Linked DNA regions of Mus musculus: region 2 is linked to region 1. Evidence: chromatin contacts called from public Hi-C data. All regions are on one chromosome and are shown on one strand. The core of a region is the stretch at or near the end of the contact, and the rest is flanking DNA. Distances in the headings are between cores, read along the strand shown.

The links. A called contact is a pair of places that touch in the nucleus more often than the background predicts.
Region 2: a contact with region 1 is called in a Hi-C map of myocytes, with 1.8 times the contacts expected there. The contact joins two enhancer-like sites. A contact is called at or near these places in 2 of 484 Hi-C or Micro-C datasets (cerebral cortex and myocytes).

Annotation. Positions count from the first base shown.
Region 1 is chr7:66,810,416-66,815,539 of GRCm38.p6, reverse strand. The region is part of intron 10 of Cers3 (ceramide synthase 3); the gene reads right to left. Among named protein-coding and RNA genes, the nearest start is that of Adamts17, 27 kb to the left of the region's middle. Within about 2 kb of position 2,584, at least 52 of the 459 cell types and tissues checked have an H3K27ac peak or open chromatin away from gene starts, as enhancers often do. A contact at or near this core is called in myocytes, where this site is marked.
Region 2 is chr7:67,534,845-67,539,964 of GRCm38.p6, reverse strand. The region is part of intron 7 of Lrrc28 (leucine rich repeat containing 28); the gene reads left to right. All of the region lies in intron 2 of Gm34079 (a long non-coding RNA gene), which reads right to left. Among named protein-coding and RNA genes, the nearest start is that of Gm34079, 17 kb to the right of the region's middle. Within about 2 kb of position 2,789, at least 24 of the 459 cell types and tissues checked have an H3K27ac peak or open chromatin away from gene starts, as enhancers often do. A contact at or near this core is called in myocytes, where this site is marked.

The DNA of each region.
Region 1 (5,124 bases), core at 1,335-3,834:
GCATAAGGAAAACACAGACGTACGCCTGCTCTCCTCTAAGGCCAGGCAAATTATGTTCTTTGACAACCCCAGTCCACCGGTCCACTTTCAAAAGGGAATGGGAAACACATCTCACTCCCTACTGGCTTTCAACAGAATGGTCATTATTTGAAGCTATTCTATACCAGAAATGACCACCCAGGGACCATGAAAAGGGTAGAGATGATGCTGAGCTACTTGGTCTCCAGTGCCTCAGGGGTAGCTCTGCCCTAGAGGATGCTGCCAGCATCCTGGGCACCTAGAGCTACTGTGTTCCTTCCTTTCTGCTATGGGTGAGTCCGTCCCACCTCAGTTTACCCCATGTGCCAGATACACATCATTTTCAGGTACCATGGGTGAAGGTTGGGGATGCTGTCTTAGGCTCTGTCTACAAGGCTGAAAGAAGCTGTGTCAACAAGAGGAAATCTTGGCATATTTCCTTCTATGAGGAAATATTCCTCATTAATGTACTGGCAAAATCCAGAGACTAGACGCTGTGTGGCTCACAGTACTCACTGCGGACAGCAAGAAGCATGAATAGGGTGGCAGGTGGGAGTGGCTAGCACCAGTACAGTTGGCTCTGAGTGAGACCCAGCAAGCTGTGACCTCAGATTGAAGTGGGAGTGGCCTTGAGGGTGGGACAAAGAGCATTTTGCTATGAAGATTCAAGTCATGGGTTCAAATGCACTTCCATGTTCCATAGGAAGTCACTAAGAAGAACTGTTCAAGGTATCAGGGACTCATCAGTGTCTGAGGAGAAGGCACCTGTCTCTAGTGAACCGCTCAACGAGGGCACTGGTGTGCTGTAGAGTAGCCACGTGGAGTTTTGAGTGTCATGGATTAAGTCTCAGGTGCCTTTCTTGGATCTCAGTTGGCTAAACTCAGGGAGGCAGGGGCTAGGGTCCTAGAAACTCAGTGGCTATGAAGCCACTGTGCCTTCTAGGTTTTACCTCTTATCTTCAGCAGGAATAAGAAGATGCAAATAGGGAAAAATAGAATGAATAAGGAAAAATAAGAAAGGACTCCCAGGAGGGTGTTTTGTTTTGTTTTGTTTTGTTTATGGGAATAGGGTGAAGAATGAAGTGTCTCTGTTGGGAGTTGGCCATCTCAGTGGTTACATTGTGGCCAAGCCAGGAAGAAGTCTGTATGCCTATGCATGTTCCCTTAGCTCAACCAGGGAGTCGTTTGTCCATTCAGCGGTGAGCTGAGCATGCTACATGGCTAGCTCATGATCTACTATGGGCCCTGCTTTCCACCTAAGGAAGCCAGCTCCCATGCCACCAGCGCTCCTTGCTGCTGAGTGGAAATGGTTGGAGAGATTCAGAGCAGCCACGGTGTGGAGAGAAATGCTAGTGGCTCAGAGTGCAGTGGTATGGCTTGAGAGGTAGGAGGGGTGTTGCATTGGAAAAACATTCTTCAAAGGCCTCTGGGATGGAAAGGGACCTTGAGGGCGTCTAGCCTAGTTTCTCTCTGAAGTTTCTGTGTTCTTTATGACAACCTGAGCAAAAGAGGTTCCCACGCCTACCTGCAGGTACACCTGCTTTGTTTTTCTTTCTCTCCCTCCCTCCCTCCCTCCCTCCCTCCCTCCCTCCCTCCCTCCCTCCCTCCCTCCTTCCCTTCCTCCCTTTCTTCCCTTCCTCCTCCCCCCCTCCCTCTGTCCCTCCCTCTCTTCTTTCTCTCTCTCTCCCTCTCTTCTTTCCTTTCTTTCTCTCTTTCTTACAGTTTTGGGGGGGGGTTTGGTGTGCTCCTTGCAGTTTTTACTTATGTTTTTTTTCAAGTTCTATCCTTTAGGCTGGTGGCAGGCAGAGTACACTTCTTTCAAACATTGTTATTTTTTTCTACATAGCTAAAGATAGCCCATTCCTCTTCCAGCTAAACATTCCCATCATTATGGTTTCGCTGTGGTGAATCCTCAGGAGATCATTCAGGGGAAGCTGCTTCTTAGTGCACTGCTGGTGAGAGACACTAGAACCTCTGAGGGGCGTGGCCTATGGAAGGTGGAGGTCTTATGACTGTCTGGTCTTAGACCTTCAGCTTCAGAATCATAAACTAAATAAACCTCTTTCCTTTATCAGGAACCCAGTCTTGGGCACCTGTTATAGCCCTGGAGAACAGACTCACACAGCATTTCCTTCCCCTGCTGCTCATATGACACCTTACCTACCCTGCACTGCACAGTGCACAAGTATAGTCTCATCTCTCTGTCACTCTGAGACATCAAGCTTCTTCACTACCCACTGGGTTACAAATCACATCTGAGCAGCCATACCTCTGGCTTCATTATTGCTATAATTTTAATACATTTTGGTTCAAGAATGTCTATGTTTTTATTAATTAATTGTACATACTATTAGTTAAGGCCTGATCTGTATTCCTCAAAAAAATGTCTGCAAGCAAAACAACCCAAACAAACTTGATGCCGAGGAACAGAGAAACCCTACACATCAGTGCAACAGATACAATAACGCTCACTTCTAGCCGATGACTCATCTCTACCCGCAGGGCTTCCTCACTCTCCCGGAATGACATCTGCAGCCGCAGCATCAATAAAACTGTGGCTGCGTGTTTGAAGCACTGTAACTAAACTCTATGCCTGGGAATCTGTGGCTTTGCAGTAATGTCAGGAGCCCAGGAGGCTGCTTTGTGAATGACTCCACGTCTCAAGCCGCACTTGGCAGTGAAACAAAGAGCACTATAATAAGCACTTTATGCTATTTTAAAAGCAAACTTTTAGCTCTCACTGTATTGAAAAAAAATGCACATTCAGGCAAAGAGGTCAATGTTCTAAGCTACTAGCAAAATACCTCCCTTTCTGTTGTAATAATTCTCATCATCCAAGTTGACAAGGTTGCAGGAAAGACAGACCATTGTAGTCTTGCTTCTCATATTTCTCCTCAGCGGCACTGCACTGCATTTCATTGGGTTCTTTCAACCCTGGCCACAAATGGACATTTGGTTTTCGGTGATGTGGAATTTTCTAGATCACACTGTGGTTGAGGATGCTCCACAGATGCGCAAACCACAAAGGTTCCGGTGAGCCCTGGGGTGCTGTGTTCCTTACAGCCTTTGGGCAGTAACAATGTTGATGGTCACAGATGCTACTTTGGCTACCAAGGCTGTCTGCTAAGCCACAAACTCTCCCTAGATTGTTTTTCTCCATAGAAAGAAAATATTGAAGCCAGAGTCACCTGGGCCCTTTTGTGTTTTTCTGATTTCAAATTATCTTTTTTTCTTAGTTGTGATTTCCTATATTTCTTTATAAACGGTATAGTCCATGGAGGAAATATAGACTCAGAACCATGATTCACTTTATAGAATAAGTGGCTCTAAGACGAATTAATAAACTAGTCACGCTGGTTCTCAGGGTTTTATCACTGTGAAGAGACAACACGACCACAGCGACTCTTTTGTTTGTTTGTTTTGCCTTGTTTTGTTTTTCAAGACAGGGTTTCTCTGTATAGCCCGGGCTGTCCTGGAACTCACTATGTAGACCAGGCTGGCCTCGAACTCAGAAATCCGCCTGCCTCTGCCTCCCAAGTGCTAGGATTAAAGGTGTGCACCACCAGTCATGGTGGTTCTCACCTGTAATCCCAGGTCTCAGTAGGCAGAGGCAGGAGGATCACAGTGTTTACAGCCAGTCTGGGACACACAGGGAGTTCAAGGCTAGCCTTGGCTACAGAGTCAATTCAAGACCAGCTTGGACTACAGGGTAAGACTATCCCACAAATAAACAACAATCGTCATTTCCTGAAGTGATGACACTTTGTGTTGTTGAGAGCTCTCTCTTTTACACTCCTCTTTCCTGCTCTCTCTCAGTCTGCATTCCGAGAACTTTATCCTTGTGAGTTTTACTCCTCTGGAACATGACAGTGTTGCTTTTTTCCCCAAACTTCCAGACTGGAGGAACAGCTGAAGCTGAGTGACCCACACGACAGAAGCCTAAGGGAGAAATGGCTTGAATTCTCAGAAGGAGTGGCAGCAATGGAAAGTCATCCATGGAGACCTCTCTGTGGTGGAGGAGGACCCAGGACTCTCTCTGTTCAGCCTAGGATGTAAATCAGAGTCACTTCTGCTGAGGGAGGAGGCTGACTGTCAAGGCTTCCAGTGTCTGGGTCCTACCTACCTCATTTGTCTTGCTGATGTAGCTGGCCTGCTTTGGGGTCTGGCTGGAAGCATTTTTCTTTTTCTTTTCCTTTTTCTTTTCCTTTTTCTTTCTTCCTTTTCTTCTTTCTTCCTTCCTTCCTTCCTTCCTTCCTTCCTTCCTTTCTTTCTTCCTCCTTCCTTCCTTCCTTCCTTCCTTCCTTCCCTCCTTTTCTCCTTTTCTTTTGTCATCCTAATGCACTGAGGTCCACATAGCCCATTAATCTGGAATTCTAGCATTCTCATAGTATGAGCAGCATACCTTATTGTATGATGTTCTTAAATACGAGTAGATTAAAAATATGAGTAGACTACATCAGGAGCTTGGTGCTGTAGCTCAGTGGAGGGCACCTATCTGGCATGCATGAAACCCTGAGTTCAATTTTCAGTCCTGCAAGAAAAAAGGCAAGTAGGCCAACTGATTGATTGATGGGTGGCAAGAGCTGGTGAAATAATGACTTTCCCATAAACTTCCTTGAATTCCTTGAAAGGTCCCCACAAGTGACTGCTGTAACTTGTTAGGCCGTTGTCACCAACATTATGCTTTCCTACTTTTGAACAAAAGGCTCAAATGACAACTTGATCAAGCAGAGCTTACCAGAAGAAAGTTCATTAATCTCCAAGTGGCCAACCCCACAGAATCATAGCTAGGTAACGTGGTTGGACTATGAAGCACAGAAGGCCTCATTCCCAACTCGTACTCAGTATGCACCGATGGCACAAATCCATATAGAAGCAGGTGGCGGCGGTGGCAGAAGAGTCATCAGAAAATTGGCCAACAGACCCACCTGATCTTGTATTAGCTCCTGGCTCTGTGTAAGATGGACAGTCATCAGGTGGGGACAACCCCGCAGCACACCTTTGGAGGCATGTCAGATACCATTTGCCTACATGGTTGAGATTGATACAGGGCAACAGCGTGGTCTCTGAGGCTATGCCCTGTGGTTCTATGCTGCGTGGTGAAGC
Region 2 (5,120 bases), core at 1,540-4,039, 720 kb before region 1:
TTTCACGTAAGGGCTCTTTACACTCAAAACAATATTGAGTATCTAAATGGCACCTCCTTGAGACATGCCCAGAGCAGCCCAGCTGCATCTAGCAAAAGTGTTACAAGGTTTGCATTTTGAGGCCAACAAAGTAAGTTACTTGGTGAGACAAAAATACTAGTACTTCCCTGAGCATTGGAGGAATGTAATAGAACCTAGAATCTCTTCAGTCTAGGTGTTAATGTCTACGCCACAGTTCAGAGTTCTGCAGCGTGTAAAGAACTGGAGGAATGTGGCCCATTCCCAAGAATAAAGATGCTTAGAGACCAACCTGAAGTGATCTGAAATGTCAGGATGCAAAAATAAAGATAATGAAATAATCTTGTAACTTTCTTCAGTAAGCAAAGAACAGGTTTATCATGAATGAAAAGACAAGCAAAACAGAACTAACACCCAAAAAAAAATATAACAAGATTTTAGAATAAAATCCTATGGCAGAATAGGCACAGCAACAGAAATTCTGGTGGGAAGCTGGAGCAGATAGAGAGAAGGAGGACAGAGGGCCCCAGCCCGTGTGAATGTCCATGCCCTGTCCCAGGAGAGTCAGGAGGGAATGAGGTGGCAGCAGGGTTCAAGAGGTCATGCCTCTGCTGCCTGGGCTTCACATCCTCAGCTCAGGACCTCTGAGGCAGTGTGAGCACCGCTCTGTGCCTGGCAGTGTAGCCCAGGCAGCTGGGAAGGGAACTTTGACAGCAACTAAAGATAAACAAGGAGACCTTTCTTTTTTGGGGGGTGGGTTTCGAGACAGGGTTTCCCTGTGTAGCCCTGGCTGTCCTGGAACTCAGGACCAGAACTTGTAGACCAGGCTGGCCTTGAACTCAGAAATCCCCCTGCCTCTGCCTCCCAAGTGCTGGGATTAAAGGTGTGTGCCACCATGCCGGCTAAGGAGACCTTTCTAAGGTACTAATATAAAACCCAGAGTGTAATGTCTGCAGGAAGGAGGACAAGTCAGGGGCTTTCTCCGAGTCCACCCTGGGCTTCCTAACGAATGAGAAAACAGAGCGAAAGCAAAGGAGCACTTCAGGGATGCTTAATAACTACCCAGTGAGCAAAGGCTTCGCCAGGACAATGGTGTTCTTTCTAGGTAGCACTTTCTTTCCTTCTCTAAAATGAAAAGATGGTTTTGCTACAAGGGAGGACATGTCTGTAGCATCCCTGTGATGGCAGATGGGCGTCGTGTGGGTACTCTGTAGGATAAAAAATCTGAATGCCTTGGCAAGACAATTTAAATCTTCACTTAAAGAAATCTCTCAATCCCAACCTCCCTCCCACTCCTCCCTCCATCCCTCTCTTCTCCATCTATTCCCCTCTCAGTGTCTGTCTATCTGTCTGTTTGTCTGTTTCTGGGGGTGAGAGGGTTTGAGGTGGTTACACAGGTGCCATGGTATGTTGTTGTTGACAACAACTCTGCTTTCAGTCCTTGCCTCCTGCCGTATTTGAAACAAGTTGTCTTTGCCACTGTGGATGCTAGGCTGGCTGGCCCACAGCTTCTGAGTAGCCTTATGTCTCTGCCTCCCATCTTGCTGTAGAAATACTGAGATCACAGACGTGTGCTGCTACTGCACCCAGCCCTTCTACATTAGATCTGAGGGTTTGAAAACAGGTTGCCATGGCTGCAAAGCAAGCATTTCACCCACTGAGCCATCTTTCCAGCCCTAACTTTGACATACTGTTAGATGGAATGGTGAAAGCAAAAATGAAGATGAACTAATTTACTACATCATATATTTTGGGGAAAATATGTAGCAAAATCTCAGTGGCAAGGTGACATTGCTATTCAGGTAACCTGTTTTAAGCTAAATGATGAGTGACAGCTATGACAATATTGAATTAAATGGAGATGTCCAATGATTACTATAATTATCTAAACCAGAGGTACTAGCATTTACAATTTAATCAGTGACTTAAGGATTCAGTGTGCGTATATTTATGTAACCTCCTAGGCAGTTAGTGTAAAATGTTTTAAACTACATGAATTCTAAATCAAGACTACCAGTGTTTAATAAGTGCTGGATAATACTTGGGTTTATTGTAAACTGAAGCATTTTGTATCTTCCATTCCTTCCTCTTGAGAGTTTACTTCATTGTTACTTCTTTTTTGTCCTTGTTTTTGTTTTGGTTTGGTTTGGTTTGGTTTGGTTTTTGAGACAGGGTTTCTCTCTGTGTGAGTGTGGCCCTGGCTGCCTAGAAACTCACTCTGAAGACCAGGCTGGCCTTAAACTAAGAAATCCACTTGCCTCTGCCTCTTGAGTGCTGGGACTAAGGTGTGGGACACCAGTACCCAGCCTCACTTCCATTTGGAGATCTCTGATGCTCACATCTTTAGGCGACTCTGGCCATGTGAATAAAGCCATGTGCCCTGTGCCCTGTGAACTAAATGGCTAAGTCCCAGTTCATGTTTTTGTTTTCTGTTGACTGACACAACTCTAATATTACTATGAAGCAGCAATAATAACAGTTAATAATAAAAAGAAAGCTTAACTGTACGTGTGGATTAGAATTGTTGGGTACCAGACAGTGTGCTCTTGGTTCATTTGTGTCATTGCACAAAATCTTCCCAACAAACCTTGTAAGTTATCCTTGTTTTGTAAATGACGGAAGTTGTCTAAGAATCTTGGTAGCAGCCACGTCATCACCTACTCTTAGCTTGCGCAGCGGCCATTCTGCCGCCACCGCTGTGTCTTTCCCCTTTGCCTGGGCTCACAGCTATGTGGGCTGGGACTCTTCTGCTGACTCCTCCAGAGTCAAATCCTTTGGAAGCAGCTCAGAGAAGGTAGGCAATAGAATGGCTGACTCAGTCCCTCCATCCTGGCAGCGCTTGGCTGCAGCTGGCTATTGAGGGTGAATCATAGAAGCCACGAATAGATTAAATTTAATTAGCTTCTTAATATCTAGTGGTAAAGAACAGGGGTTCTTCTGAAAGAATTATCAAAGAAAAACTAAACGTTCTATAAAATTAGGGTGCACGTGTTTAGTGTGAGCCTCTTCAATATAACCTGTGGTTGTTACAAGGGACAATAAGAGCCTTAAAGCCTGGCTTTCAGTGTCCTACCCATTGTTGTTAATGGGTTTGGGCTTAATCTGTGCAGAAACACTCAGGATGTATGTGAAGCAGCAGCTGTCACAGTAGCAGTGATGTGAGGTGTGTTCATGAAGGATGTACTATAATCCTAGCATTCAGGGGCCGACAGGAGGAGGGGGAGGGCCATGAGCTGGAAGCTAACTTTGTAATGTGCTTTCTACTCCATATTTTTATTTTATATTTTTACTCAGGATTCTCATTCTTCAGTGTGGATGTAAAGTTTGGAAACACACCCTTCAAGCTACAACTCAGATCAGTCTTCAAGTTGGGGCTATTTTATGCTGTATTAAAAAAAAAAGGCCCTATGGTGGCCATTCATGATATTGACTCTCTGAGATGATCCACAAGACCACAAAGAATGCTTTCTAAGAAATTCACAAATGCCTGTCATACTAAAATATAAAGCAGAAAATAAAGTTTAGAAATGGGAATATTATCTTACTACATACATGTATTTGTCAGAGTCAAGTTCCCGCAGACATGGAGGGATCTGTAGGGAAGAGCAGAGTCAAAGCGGTCTGGGGCAGAATTCCCCTGTCTGGTGATGCTTGGCCTTTTTGTTCTTTTGACCTGAGCACACGAGTCTCTGACATACCAGAGGGCGGTGAGTTTTACTGTTATAAATGTGGTATATGTTACTCCTATCGAAAAATACCCTCATGGGGCACCTAGTCTGGTGTTTGACTCAATACCTGGGCACTATGCCCTTGCTGGGTTGCCACAAAAAAATAAGACATTTGCCAAAATTCCACTTGACAGATGGCTGTTATTTTCCTAAGTCTGTTTCCTTACATGTGGCCTCCTCTTCCTGTTGGGTCACCACACACAAAACATTGCAGTACTCAGTCCTCTTAACTCCTCATCCCAAGAACTGTGGACCCCAGAGTTCCCCAACAGTTGCAGGTTTTTCCATTTCCCCCTCAGTCAGTATCAACCACGACCGATCCTTTTTATAGTTAGTGGCCTTTGTACTGGTTGTTATCTTTAAGAGTTTCCCCTGTTTGTTTGGTTTTTGTTTTTTATTTTCCTGACTTCTTATTTGACCCTTACAGATACAGTGATCGTCTGGCAGGGTGTGGTCACTAACAGCTGTCTCAGTGTGCATCTTGGGATGAGTTGTGGGGTTTCAGTTTCTAGGATGGCCACTACCTTGTATCCCTACCTCCTGTGAAGGAAAAGGAAAACAACAGATATTCTAATTCAAAAGACAAACTGGAAATCCTGTCAGCAAACTGGGTGGCAGCAGGGGAGGGGGTATCTTTATCTGATAAAATAGATCTTTGAAAACCAAGAATCAATACTATACTTCATGTTCAAAGAACTGAATTCCAGGAATGTTTGGGTTGCTGTCCGGCTAAAGCTAGTGTAAAGTTCAAGGTAAAAAGTAAGCAACTGAGAGTTGCAAGAAAAGGCTTTAAGAAGGATCTGCAGGCAGACGTATCAGCTGACTGTCTTCTGTAAGGCAGCGTCATCAGAGCCCTGTGGGACTGACAGATGTAGCACTAACACGGAAGAACCCTCAATTAATTTAAAAGTGTTTGCTTGGGAAGTTAGCATGGTGAAGATGGCACTCCAATTCAGAGGTGAACAGGTATTGTATTTGATAACACTATAGGTTGTTCTATTTATAACATGGGCAAAAGAGAAAAAGAAAGAACATCTGCATGTAAAATAATAGAGTACATAACTAGAAGACACTTTAGGACAACCCTCCTAATAATCGGAAGAGTCAGATGTTGGGAATGGAAGGATGGGTGCTTGTAACAGCGGGGCGGACAGCTGTGTGTGGATAGGGACCATCTCTAAAAGGGGGAGATGCCCACCTCAGGTATGAAAAGGATTTGCCAATATGAAAGGGTCTAAGAATTGACTTTTGATTCAGTTGAACAGTAAGCAAAAGTGTGAATGGTTAGGTCACAGAAGAGGAATGTGAATGACCAGTGAGCATCCCCAAAGGTTATAAACTAGAAAGCATGCTGTGGGTATCCATCAGCCAGAC